Linked DNA regions of Zea mays: all the other regions are linked to region 3. The links are chromatin contacts, called in public Hi-C maps. All regions are on one chromosome and are shown on one strand. Each heading gives the region's core, a stretch centred on a gene start, on an enhancer-like site or on the middle of the called end of the contact. The rest is flanking DNA. Distances are from core to core; before and after follow the strand shown. Region 1 holds the start of LOC103626441. Region 2 holds the start of LOC103626442 (protein kri1). Region 3 holds the start of LOC100276839.

What was found. Hi-C and Micro-C count contacts between places; a contact is called where the count stands out from the background.
Region 1: a Hi-C map of tassel shows a contact between it and region 3, with 3 times the contacts expected there. The contact joins the promoter of LOC103626441 here to the promoter of LOC100276839 in region 3. A contact is called at or near these places in 4 of 25 Hi-C or Micro-C datasets (bundle sheath, ear, endosperm and 1 more).
Region 2: a contact with region 3 is called in a Hi-C map of bundle sheath, with 7 times the contacts expected there. The contact joins the promoter of LOC103626442 here to the promoter of LOC100276839 in region 3. A contact is called at or near these places in 3 of 25 Hi-C or Micro-C datasets (bundle sheath, endosperm and tassel).

What each region holds. Positions count from the first base shown.
Region 1 is chr5:61,836,704-61,840,685 of Zm-B73-REFERENCE-NAM-5.0, forward strand. LOC103626441 reads left to right here and starts at 1,959. Exons shown (of 3, transcript XM_008646849.4): 1 at 1,959-2,688; 2 at 3,007-3,087; 3 at 3,260-3,613. The coding sequence starts at 1,959. The coding sequence ends at 3,369.
Region 2 is chr5:61,855,651-61,859,814 of Zm-B73-REFERENCE-NAM-5.0, forward strand. It overlaps LOC103626442 (protein kri1), which reads right to left and starts at 1,275. Exons shown (of 1, transcript XM_008646850.3): 1 at 1-1,275. The coding sequence starts at 1,056. It overlaps LOC100191712, which reads left to right and starts at 2,727. Exons shown (of 13, transcript NM_001137141.1): 1 at 2,727-3,293. The coding sequence starts at 2,803.
Region 3 is chr5:61,451,059-61,455,570 of Zm-B73-REFERENCE-NAM-5.0, forward strand. LOC100276839 reads right to left here and starts at 2,186. Exons shown (of 1, transcript NM_001165438.1): 1 at 1,071-2,186. The coding sequence starts at 2,072. The coding sequence ends at 1,242. It overlaps LOC103626439 (pentatricopeptide repeat-containing protein CRP1, chloroplastic-like), which reads left to right. Exons shown (of 7, transcript XM_008646845.3): 7 at 1-714.

The DNA of each region.
Region 1 (3,982 bases), core at 709-3,208, 390 kb after region 3:
TTCCTTCTGAAAATTCATTTCCTAAATAGTTGTCATTATTCTTACTTCTGAGTACACATTTCTCTTCTTTTTAATTAATACATTTTTTTATTTTTCCAACGCATCTTTTATTCTCTATTTTCCTCTATACCTCTATCCTTGTTTTTCCCCCTATGCATCATAGCACTTTTTGTACTCCTTCTGAAATTCTAATATACACACATTGAAGAAACAATTGCGTGAATGGGTTGGATGTGGCCTAAAAACGTTCGGTCCACACACACTAGCCCGCCCCGCCCCAGCGGTTACTTCTAGCTAGCTAGCACACACACGCGTCGTGGGTTTGGCCGGCCACACAAATTAAAGACACCGAACAAATTTCTTCAACGCTACGCTAGCACTAGCAGCTCTTCCTCTTCCTCTTCCTGAAGACTCGAACTAGTCCATCCAACTTTCAGGCAGAAACGGGTATAGAATACCAGTTGCTTCGCACTAGTCAAATGCTTCACGCGGACCGATCGATCTAGACGACGCTAGCCAGTTTGGTGGCCGCTAGCTAGCTCTTGACCTGTTGTTGTGCAGTATCTACTGCTGCTAGCTTTCGAACGGAGGGAGCAGTAGACTGCCGTAGCACTAGCTAGCAACGTGTGTGCGTATAGTCTTTGGCGACAGACGTGTGTACTCCACCCGGCCGGCAGTCGCACAGTTTCCGGCGCCGAACCTGCAACGATGCATGTAGTAGTAGTACGTAGCAGTACCGACTACCGAGCATCTCATCTCATCGATCTGTCGTTTTCAGCACTACGCACGCACCAACGGGCAAACGGCAGCACAGGATCTGAAAGCGCCGGCCGGAGCCCGGAGGTTTGGGTTTTCGCTTTCGCTTCAAGAGTTCAGATTTTGCCGGCGCCAATAATCGCGTAGGTACGTGACCCACTGCTGCGAGCAGCTAGCGAAGAGAGATACAGAGAAAGCGACGAGAGAGAGAGTTTCTGTTACGTTAGGTCTGAACGGCGTTGATTTGCTGAAGAAGACACGCACGTGATCGTGAATTCTAGCTAGCACTACTGCTGCCGGCTGGTGAGAGTGCGATGCTCCACTGCTTGCTTCTTCGACCAACACTACTGCTACTGCTGTTCAAGCATACATACGACGCTTTATCTTTACATCACCACCGCGAGGAGCGCCTCCCGGCTCACCACCTATCGTCTCCGGTCGCATGATGCATTATCTTAATTACATGGAACAAACGAAGTGTTGACACTCTTAGTGGACCAAAAGTTTAGTATGCAGAGATCTTTGTAGTTAGCAGCATGCATGATGCATTATTCTCTCGCATGGAGCAGGAGGAGGCACGTGTGTGTACGTTGCTAGTCATAAAACCCACATTTATTCGTGACAGTAACAGTGATACCTGGCAAATACTTATCATGTTTTGATTGAGCCAAGTGTATATATGTAAATGGCCCACATGCCCTTGCCGGCCGGGCCGCCTCCGATCATGCGCTGGCTCGGTTGTCGCTCTCCGTAAGAAACATGGCCTGGCCTGGCCCGCGCGTTGGGCCGGGCCCTGCCCGCATCAATCGCAGATTTAGGCATGCATCAATGGAGCCCGTTATTTTTGAGTATGAAGCCACAGCGCACTTCTTTCTCAAATTTATACGTAATTCATTGTGCTTTGTTTTATTATTATTATTATCTTAGATCCATTCGGTCCAGGCTTTATATATGTGCCCTACACAGAGGTGTGATTAGATGTGGTGAACGGTTGTGTTCGTGTATATGTGTGTGGGGACATGTGTGGTGTGTCTGTGCTGTGGTTTAGAAAAGGGAGAGAGACAGAGAGAGAGAGAGAAAACGGACGCAGCGGAATATGAAGAGCAGATGGTGCCGTTGTAAGTGTAACGTGCCGGTTGGCACATGAACGTACGCAACGCAACTGGGCAGCATCACACGAGTCTCCTCCTGTCTCCCACGTGATGAGTTCGCCACGCCCTCGCTGTCGACGTGCCGTTGCGGCCGCGGGGGCGTGCGTGCGGTGCGGCCGTGCGCCACTGCACCCGCCATGCGCGCGCGCGGCCGGCAGCCCGGACAGACAGCGCATAGATTCCGGCACACGGGCGTCCTGCCAACCACCCGTACGTCGTCCCATCCACGCGGCCTCGCTGGCACGCCACCAACCCGGCCCAGCGGACCCGAGGCCGCAGCCGATCGCACCGCCGCGGCGCCATCCCTCCCTCCATAAACTCCCGCCCCCCGCAGACCACTCCCCCTCCCTCAGTAGTCAACCCCAGCGTCCCGCGCTCGCCCGGAAGCACATCAACACCAGACAGCACTACAGTCTACAGCAGCAGGGCACCACCACCACAGCAATGCAGCAGAACGCCGCCCGCCTGCTGGCCGCCGCCGTGGCCTGCCTGGCGCTGGCGCTGGCGCCATCCTCGGACGCGCAGGGGACGGCGGTGCCGTCGTGCGCGGCGAAGCTGGTGCCGTGCACGGGGTACCTCAACTCCACGTCCACGGCGGCGCCCGCGGCGGCCTGCTGCGGGCCGCTCAGGGAGGCGGCCGCCAACGAGACGGCGTGCCTCTGCGCCATGCTGCTCAACAGGGCCGCGCTGCGGGCGTTCGGCGTGGCGCCCGAGCAGGGCCTGGTCCTCGCCCGGCGGTGCAACGTCACCACCGACGCCTCCGCCTGTGCCGCCGCCGGAGGTATAAAGCTAGCTAGATCGCGTGTCGTCTTCCTTCATACCGCTGCCGCCGCTGCTGCTGCTAAGTACTCATTCGATCACAACTGGCTACCACAATGAGATCCAAACCTCTCCAAGATCTGGATCTCATTAATTGGGCTGCTACTAGCAGAATCATGACCTGTCATCGTGTGCCACATCTCCGCAGCAGCTCATCTTGTGATCACGTCTCAGATGATAAGCTCGGATCGCTAGTTAACTACGTACAGTTGTAGGAGCACACACTGTGATGATGCTGAACCTGAAATCCTGAATGATCTCGATCTCATTTCGCTTGCAGGCTCAGCCACTGACGGCAGTACTGCTGCATCTTCAGCTTCCACCGGCAGCGCTTCCTCCACCTCCTCCTCCTCTTCTTCAGGTACTGCTGCCACTTCACTGCTAACTGCTACCACACACAGTACCTATATAAAGAGACGTTCAATACAGATTTTTTTTTCTTGCTCCAAACTTCTGTTTCTGATAAAAAAGAAAGAATACAAGGATACTAGCCCAGTCTTACCTGAACTTTCTGCTGCCGTTCACTTGGTCAGTGGCCAAACCAACAGCCAACGGAGGCGGCGTGGCGCGTCGCCTGAGCATGACTGGCGCGTCCTCATTGCTAGGCTTCAGTTTCATCTGGTGGTGGGCGGTCATGGCGTAGGAGTATCTGCCGTGGCACCGGCGATTTTCCTGGCTGGATCCAGAATTCCAGACTTATATGTACTACTGTTGTGTTGAGTAGCAGGTTTCATTGCTTCTTTTTATATATAGTATGCCCTGTTGTACCACTACCATTGCTGCCGTGAGCAGAACAAGAGAAAAAAATGTCAAGAACGATGCAAACAACCAGACGGAAAGAACGTACTCTCATTTTAAATAATTAATAGATTCATTATGTTTTTATATGTGTCTAGCTAGATTCAACATCATCTACACATAAAACCAAGAGCTAAAATAAATATTATTTTGAGACGGAGGGAGTACATGTTTCGACATCCTGAGCAACTCACCCTGATGTCAAAAACCTGATAAGATCGTGGCAATGCTTCTCCAACATCAGATGAGCAAGTCTATTCGCTTGACTTTAATCTGTACCGGCTTCTACTACTTTTACTTTATGAATCACAGCTAGCTGTAATAGATTAAACAGTCGACTTTAATTTGAAGTGAATATCCCTTTACTTCTCCGCTCCCGTGCTTAATATTTCATCAAGCGAATGAACAAAGTCTCAAGCCTCAACCATTTAAAGATGATACACAGCTTAGAAATTACA
Region 2 (4,164 bases), core at 25-2,524, 400 kb after region 3:
CTCTTGCTTAACACGGGCCATCCGCTCCTCTTTGCTCTTGCGCTGCTGCTTTCTGCTGCTCTCCTTCTTCCTCACCGAACCTTCAACAACCCTTGAATGTCCCAACACCCGATCCGCCACCACTGCCCCTGATGCCATGGCCTCCTCATGCCGGTAATTATAAGCATGCTCATACTCTTCCTGAATCTCGAGCTCCTCTTCATCTGACAATTCCTGGATATTATCTAGATAGGACTTACTCTTCTCTGTCTCAAGGTACGGCCTCTTAAGAAAAAATTCCTTCAAGAACTTCTCGTTCTCATCCAGCTCCTCATCCTTCCCAAAGACCTCACCAGCAAGGTCCTTTGTCTGCTTCTCCTCCTCGTCCTCCTCCGCTTCGTCGTCAGCTCCTGCTCTAGCCTTTTCCTTCACCTGGAATAAATCGCCATCATCGTCTCCACCATCGCCTAATGCTTCTTTCTGTGCCTCAAGGAAAGCCTCCAATCCCTTCTTCTGCTGCTCGTCATAAGCGATCCTCTCGAACTTGCTGCTGCTCCGGCTGGGCTGCGCTGCGAACTCGGGGCCCTCCTCGAGCAGGTGGCGGGCATTAACGTCCTTGAGGTACAGAGGCTTCTCCTTCTTGGTCTTTTCCTTCTCCTGCTTGGACTCTTCTTGCTTCTTGGCGTCCTCACCTTCCTCGCCGCCTTCCTCCTCCGAGGAGTAGACCTTGGCGTCCTTGTCGAGGATGCGGGGATCGCCGCTGCGGATGCGGCGGATCACCTCGAACATGCGGCGGTCGACTAGGCGCGAGGCAATGGCGGCCGCCTCGTCCTCCTCCTCCGACGACGACTCGGACTCCGACTCGTCGTCGTCGGAGGCGGGGACCAGGCCCTGCTTCCTGCGCTCCTCGAGGCGCTGCAGCGCCTCCCGCCGCTTGTTGTGCTCGAAGCGACGCGCGTACTCCTCGTTGATCTGGATCTTGGAGAGGTTCTCCCCGCTGTCGAAGTCCTCGTCGGAGCCCGACAGGATGTCCAGCGGCTTCTTCTCCATCTCCTTGGACTTCTTCCTCCTCCCCATCTTCTTCAGCGAGCAACGGCTGGAAGCGGCGAGACAACGGCGGCGTGGAAGATGCTCGGGTTAGGGTTTTAATCGATGGAATCGACACGGGCCGAGACTATTATATCTTGCGCGCAACGTTGGTAAACTGGGCTGGGCCTCGTGGAATAGGACGACCCATGGGCTGACAGTACTTCAGAAGCCCAAGTGTAGCAGTACTACCGTGCCGAGCGTTTGCCTTACTCAAAAGAAGAAGAAAATACTAACGTTTGCCTGTCCAACGAAAAAAAACGACCTTTTTTTACGAGGAAAAAACTGACGAGGCGTTTCGATCGGACTTGTGTGGACTGGTCTGGAGCGCGACGCCGACCGGTGCCGAGTGAGATCGCTGTGGCCGGCCCCTCGCGGCCCAGCAGGGAGCAAGTGGCCTCGTGCCCGACGAGCACCTCAGCTTTTGTGTAGCAACTTGCCGAACGCCCGGTCGGCGTCGTGCGTGCGTGACGCACCACGCACCTATAATAATTAACTCTATTATTATATGTTTGGGCGGTGCTCCGTCGTAGGAGCAGCAATAACTGTCAACTGAATTGACACCGTCGGCGTAGTCATTAGCCAAAAAAAACTAAACTTAGGTTCGCCTACAAATACAAAAGCAAAAGCAAAAATAAAAGCAAAAGCAATTTGTTTAGAAGTTGCTGGTTCGCATGATTGATGTGATTATATTTGTATTGACTCACGTACGGCATGGATGTGGTTGAGATCGGATCACGCATCCCATTTGGCATGTGCAAGCAGGATGGATCTCTCGCCGTATGTACAGACGTGCAGTACGTCGTCGCACACGTTGCCTTGAGCTTCGCTCCATTGTCTAAATACTTTATTACAGAGGAAACACATAACACCTATAAAAACTATTAGTTTTATAAAACTTGCCATTCAATAATATCCTAATAATGTTTATTTATTTGGAGTCATATGAGTATGTTCATACCAGTGATCTCTGAATTTGTTAAGAGATGTCGATTAGATTCATAAACTTTAAAATTGTAGTTTTATGTTCTTGAACTGGTTAAATAATATATCATACATCTCTAAGTTTATGAAAATAGTGCATTGCAGGTCTAGATTTGGAACATACAGACCACCGTTATGTCTCATTTAAGTACGAGGAATGTTGCTCGTGCATTTATCTAATGTTATTTTTTAAAATCAATAATACATATTCTCTCCGTTCACATGATTTAGTCGTTTTAATTTGTCATAAGCCAACTATTATCAACTTTGACCGATTACATAAGATATTTTATAAAATTTTACAATATAAAAATAAAACTACTAGAGTCATTATGACTTGAACTACTATAATATATGATTCTTTTAGTTTAAAATAATGTAATCTTATCTATTATTCGTCAAAATTTACATAGTTTGATTTAGAATAATTCTAAAATGACTAAATTATGTGGAGGAAAGGAGTAGAAATTTCAACACATAAAGACACGTGGAGTTTTTAAAAGAAGGAAATACATGACAGGTGAAAACGAAACGATTCTTAAAATTTCCAATAAGTACTCATGAAACTGCGGGGGACAATAGCAAAAACGAAACGGCGACCACATACAAAACAGCGACTCCCTTGTTGCCGGCTATAGCTTTTGCCTCCGTTTCGCTTTGATAAATAAAAGCCATAACTCCCGGCCGTCCATCGCTCGCCTCCCCTCCCTCCCTCCCCGCCGCTGTCTCCGGCGACAGCCAGCCTCATCGTCCATGGCCTCTACATGCCTAGCCCCCGCCTCCCTCTCCACGCCCCTGCTCTCCGACTCCATCGCGCGCGCGCCCGCCGCCAACGGGCACGCCACCAACCACCGACACCACCACCACGACGACAGCGACGGTGCTGCGGCGGTCTCCGTTTGCGACGACGGCGGCGGGGACCCGTTCGCGTTCCTCTCGGAGGACCGGCCGCCGAGGGACCGAGGGCCGTCCCCGGCCGACCCGTTCCGCAACGGCACGCCGGCGTGGGGCGGCGGCGTGTACGCGTGGTCGAGGACGCTGCTGCTCCTGCCGGTCGCGTTGGTGCGGCTGGCACTGTTCGGGCTCTCCATCGCGATCGGCTACGCGGCCACGTGGGTGGCTCTCCGCGGGTGGGCGGACACGCACGGGAGGCCGCGGGTGGGCGGCGGGCCTATGCCGGCGTGGCGCCGCCGGCTCATGTGGATCACGCGGATCTCAGCTCGCTGCATCCTCTTCTCTTTCGGGTGAGTCGCTCGGTTGCTGGATCGCGGGACGCGATCTGGATCGTAGACTTGGTCTCATTTTGATTTGATCTAATCTGGTAGCTAATAGCCGCTGCCTGGCATTTTTTCCCTAAAAAACATAATACTAGATGATTAGATTTGTGTGGTGAGATGGGGCTTTCTAATCCTATGTGTCGATGACGCGATTGTGGGATGCGGGTTGGTTTGCTGGATTTGGAGGGCTGCTATTTCGCAACAACGTGCCTATTTTGTTGGGAGCGCCTCAATGATGTGGTTAGTGGCCTGGTGGGACGATGCTGTAGCGGAAGCTGAATGTCCGTGCGGCAGATGTGTTTATGGCGTGTTGTCGTGTTGATGCTAACTTCATGAATTGCAGCTTTGAAGAGACCAATAGGATTATAGGAAACGAACGGGTTAGAAACGTTGGAGGTTGGACCATTCGTACATGCGTTCAGCTAGGTTACGTCAAGAGCGAAAACGTGTGCACAGTTCAACCTGAGATTCCATGTGCATGTGCATGCTGAAATGAAAGGTGGGGGTGTACCATGTTACAAATAGGAATTTCTCCTGTGGTCCTTCCATCCATTGCAATGATTTCAATAGCCCCGAATGGTGGGCAATTTCTCTTCACTGAAAATCATGGGCAATTTCTCTGTCCTGAAAATCAATACCCCAAATGGTGGGCAATTTCTCTATAGACTGAAAAAATATAGCAAAGGAAAAAAAACAACTATGACTATGGTGTTGTTTGTGTGTAAGCCCGTGTCCAGCAAGTTACCCATATAGTCACCCAAAACATTGTTTTACATTGTAGACTGCACTGTTCGCAGAGCGTAGTTTGAATTAAGAGATGTAATAAGAGATAGAATGT
Region 3 (4,512 bases), core at 936-3,435:
AGACACCTGAGAAGAATCGATCTCTTGCTTTGTATTTCACATTCTTTGTAACCTGAAAAGGTGCCAGTAAAATTACCAGAGTTCTTTAGGCCTTTAGGGACACTCATCACCATTGGTTTCTTTTTTTTCTGAGGCGTGACAAATGTTGATCCAACTGGAAGTTCTGCTTGCAAAGTAGGTTGACGTATTCTAACCTACTCAGAAGAAAGGCTCAGTTTCATGCATCTGTTCATCAACTGTATTGCCTGCAAAATCTGGGATGGTCACAGCAACAAGACAATAACTCTGTATTTCCATGGCTCTTGAATGTTTATGCTGGACAGAAGTGTGAAAAAAAGGTATGAGGTTTACCAATGCCGGTTTGCACTTTAAGCAAACAATGAACCAGGATAAACCGGTATTTTTCGCCTTTGTACTTGTACATAGTTAGGCTTGTGGTTAAGGCAATAGATATATGCAACTCTTCGAATCATGAACAGCTCTGAAAACGAAAGCACATCGACATTGTTGAATTTCCTCACGTTGCTATCGTTCTGAGTCATCTATTAGGAACTTTGGCGTGACAAGGAATTGCTGGACACATTAGATGTTCTGGTTGTTGACTTTTGTGTAAATGGATCCAACTGTATGTTGCTTATGCAATCAGCTACTCTATCTAGCGGTAGAGTGTAGACAACCACATCTTCACTATTTATAACGCCATTTGCGTTTTTACTCTGCTTCATATTCCCTCCGTTCTTTTTTATTTGTCATGTCTCAAAAATGAATAGGGGTGACAAGTATCAAAAGGGGAGGTAGTAGTATCACATTATGCTGCTTAAATTCTATTTTAAGGATGTACATTCAAAGTAGGATCAAGCAATTATGATTCAAGCCTGGCAGGTTGTAAATACTTGATGCAGTACTAAAATTAGAATAGCCAGGTGTAATTACTTCTCATGGAAACAGAACACATGATCAAATCTTTTTCACAACACCACGTTCTTGGTTCCTATATCAGCAGTTCAGCACTCATGAAAACCTTATATGCCCCATCGATTCATATACTTTGCCTGGTCCTAATAATATGTGACATAAAAGAAATAGCATTGTTTCGTGACTCTGCTTCTTCTGTATAAGCATTGTACCAAAGCATGGATGCAAATGCACTCATGAAAACATATGAGCATTTTTGACAGACTTGTGATCACCAACAAGACAAAGACAGTGGAAGAACCGACGAGCAAAGCGTCGGCGTGAGCTCATTTGAGGTCGTCCTCGCAGTCACTGAGCAGGTCGTCGATGGCCTCGGCGTGCGTCATGCGCGCGGACGCCTGCTTGACCCAGCGCGCCATCTTGGCGGTCTCCCTGCTGACCTGCACCTGGTCCTCCAGCGCCTTCCTGAGCCGGCGCTGCTGCTCCCTGAGCTCGGTGGCGATCCTCCTGTTCTCGTCGCCCCACTCGTCGGCGTCGACGCCGAGGACGTCGCGGGACCCGTGGCAGACCTCCTTCTTCTTGCCCTTGGCCGACGGCGCCCTCCGCAGGGGCTTCTTGGGGGAGAAGCCGAAGCAGCACGCCTGGCGCGGCGGCGGCGGCGGCGAGGGGGAGACGGAGGAGGAGTCGCTCCCCCTGTTCCGCTCCCGCAGTGTCGGCCGGCCCCGCGGCGCCGACCCGAACAGCTGATCTAGGTCCTTGGCGTCGTCGGCGTGGACCGTGGGTGCGGGTGCCGGGGCGCGAGCCTGCCGCGGCGAGGACCCGCCGCCCTTCGTCTCCGCGTCTCCCGGCGGCGGGTCTTCGTGGACCGGGTGATGCACAGGCGGAGCAGGAGCGGGAGGATCGGGGCCGGGCAGAGCGGGGGCCGGGCGCGGCGCGGTGGCGCTGCGGGCGAGGGTGCTGACGGGCGGCACTGCGGCGGGCGAGGGGAGGGACTTGAGCTTGCGGAAGCGGGCCTCGAGGCTGGACGGAAGCGCGGAGTCGTCATCGAGGTGGGCCGTGTTGAGCTTGGCGACCTGCTCGAGCGCCACCAGGTCCGCCGCCTCCGCCAGGATGGCGTCCACCGCCGACAGCTTGCCGCCGCCCGAGTAGTAGGCCATACAGGGCGGGCGGCGCCGGTGGTGTGACCGTGTGAGGGTCTGGAGGGGAGGGTGGGGAGGGCGAGTGAGGTAGGGTGAATGTGCTGCGACTGCGACGGGAGCGGAGGCGGCGTCCGATCCTTTCCTTGTCACGCTCTCGGCGTGTGGCGGTGAAGAAGTAGAAGGCCGGTCGCCGAGGGGGGCCACCACGCATCGGATGCCTGCGCTTTTGACCGTTGTCATGTGCTGTGGTTATGGGGCCAGGACGCCGCGGCCTGCGTCAAGAGGAACGGATCAAGGCCCATCACGCGCTTCTAGGCCCACACAATGCTGTAACTCACAAAGAAGCTTGTGTATATACGAGCACATCCAAACCATTAGCGAGTCTATCAGCGTTTCTGGATGTTGATAAAGTCATCGTCTCGTTGTGTCCCACCTCAAACCTTCGAAAAAAACACGATTTACGGGGGCTCTTTAGGTAAAACTGTTTTGTTGTGCCCCGTTCCGTAGAGCACGGCTGTAATAGACAGCACCTGAAGCCAGTAGAGAAGCCGGACCTAAAGGATCTATTGATCTAAGGTACCATAGGTATTGATGTAATTTTCTAAAAAAAAATCAGCCAAAAAACAGAAAATTGACTTGGAACAAAAACAGAAAGAAACGACTCGTTGCCATCCCAAACTCGTACCTGTGAACAGTATCAATACCAATTAAAAAATCATACCTACGACGAGTTTGAAATTTTAACCAAACCCGTACCCATCGGGTTAGCAGGTACCCACGGGTTTCATCTCCAATATACTAGTTCTTCTTATAATCAATAAGTATTGTCCAAAATTTATGTGATGAACAACGAGTTCAGGAGTTATCCATCTACCACATATATGATGCTAGTAAAAAACTATAATAACAAAGCAACACTCTCACCAACTACTTATACACTCATCCTTTGATAAAAAATAGGAAGTAAATAGGGAGATAATAAGTTTGTTGTTCGTTTATAAAATAAAATGATAATATGCGCTAGATTTGCTCGGGTTTAAAAAACCCACGAGTTCACGGGTCTGGGTACTGTAGGAACAAATCTGTACTCATAAACCCGTCGGGTATAGATTTATGTCCATTAATAAACCTATGTGTATTAAATTGACCTAAATCCATACCCTAATAGGATAAAAACATCGGATTTCAGGTTTTGAGTACACATTTCCATGCCTAAATGGAAGCGAGGAACTTTGTTGAAGAAAAAGAACGGGAACCAAGTCCAGAAGGTCCAAAACAGAGAGAAAGAACCCATCCAAAAATAGAAGTGGGCCAACAAAGCATTAAACCGTACAGAGAAAAAAACAAGGGAAGCAGCCTAGAAACACTATGGGCCATCAAGCCCATGACCCGTCGCTGCCCTAAGCCCACCTACAGCCTTTTTGTAGCTTTGTTCCTTGTTGAGGTACACAGCTGTGTTTCCTTTCTCGTGCAACCTCAGCGTCTGTCCTCCTTTGTCCTTTCTTTACTGAGCTGTGTGTTCCAGAAAAAGCCCAATTTGGCGTGTTGTGATGGTCTTGGACAAGGCAATATTCAAACACCACACCGCTAAATATTCTTCTTTCAAAGTACAGTGCTTCCTTCATCTCAAACAAGTACACTTCTGGTCCTCCTAATTCTTGTAGGTCTATTTTATTTCAACTTTCAAAGTGAAATCATTTATCATTACATGCTGGAACAACTTTTGATATAAGTAAGTATATAATTTTCATGTAACTCTGCTCTCCTTTGAGAAACATAAATTTTATTTTAGAATAGATGAAGTAAACATAACCGATAGCCACTAGGTCACGCAAAATATTGTTTTTAATTATAGGTTTAAGTGGTAAAGACGCTCTAGATACAAACGACAACTTCGGGGCTGACAGATTAAAGTCAACTATTCGAATTGCTGTAATTCTCCATAAAGACAAAACACTGTAGAAATAATAAAAGCCGATATAGATTAATAGTTTTTTCCAAATATTTTTTTTCTTCAAAAGAGTGACATTTTAGATCTAAATTATAGCTACTCTAAAATGTAGAGCCTTCGTTCTCGAATATTTGCTGTCTGTTAATTTATTTTTAAACTAAAACACAACAAATAAAATATAAATCAGGGAGTATATTTTTCTTCAAAATATTATGGTTATAAAGAGCTGAAGGTGTCCCCGTATCGAACTATCCGAAAATCATTTTCTTTGTAGATTGCCTCAAATTAACAGAAGGCTCGCGGATGAAACTAGCATTGCTTTCAATTTGTTTCTATTTTATTCTTGCATAGCTAAAAAGAAAAGAAAACAATTGTATTGTATTGTCCACGTGTCGCTTTCCGCTAATTTTCTTCTCCCACGACGACGATGACGCGAGCGCACAAACCTTTCGGTCCCGTACGTGCCACGGAAGGCGGAAGAGGATGAAGGAAGCCAAGCGAAGCACC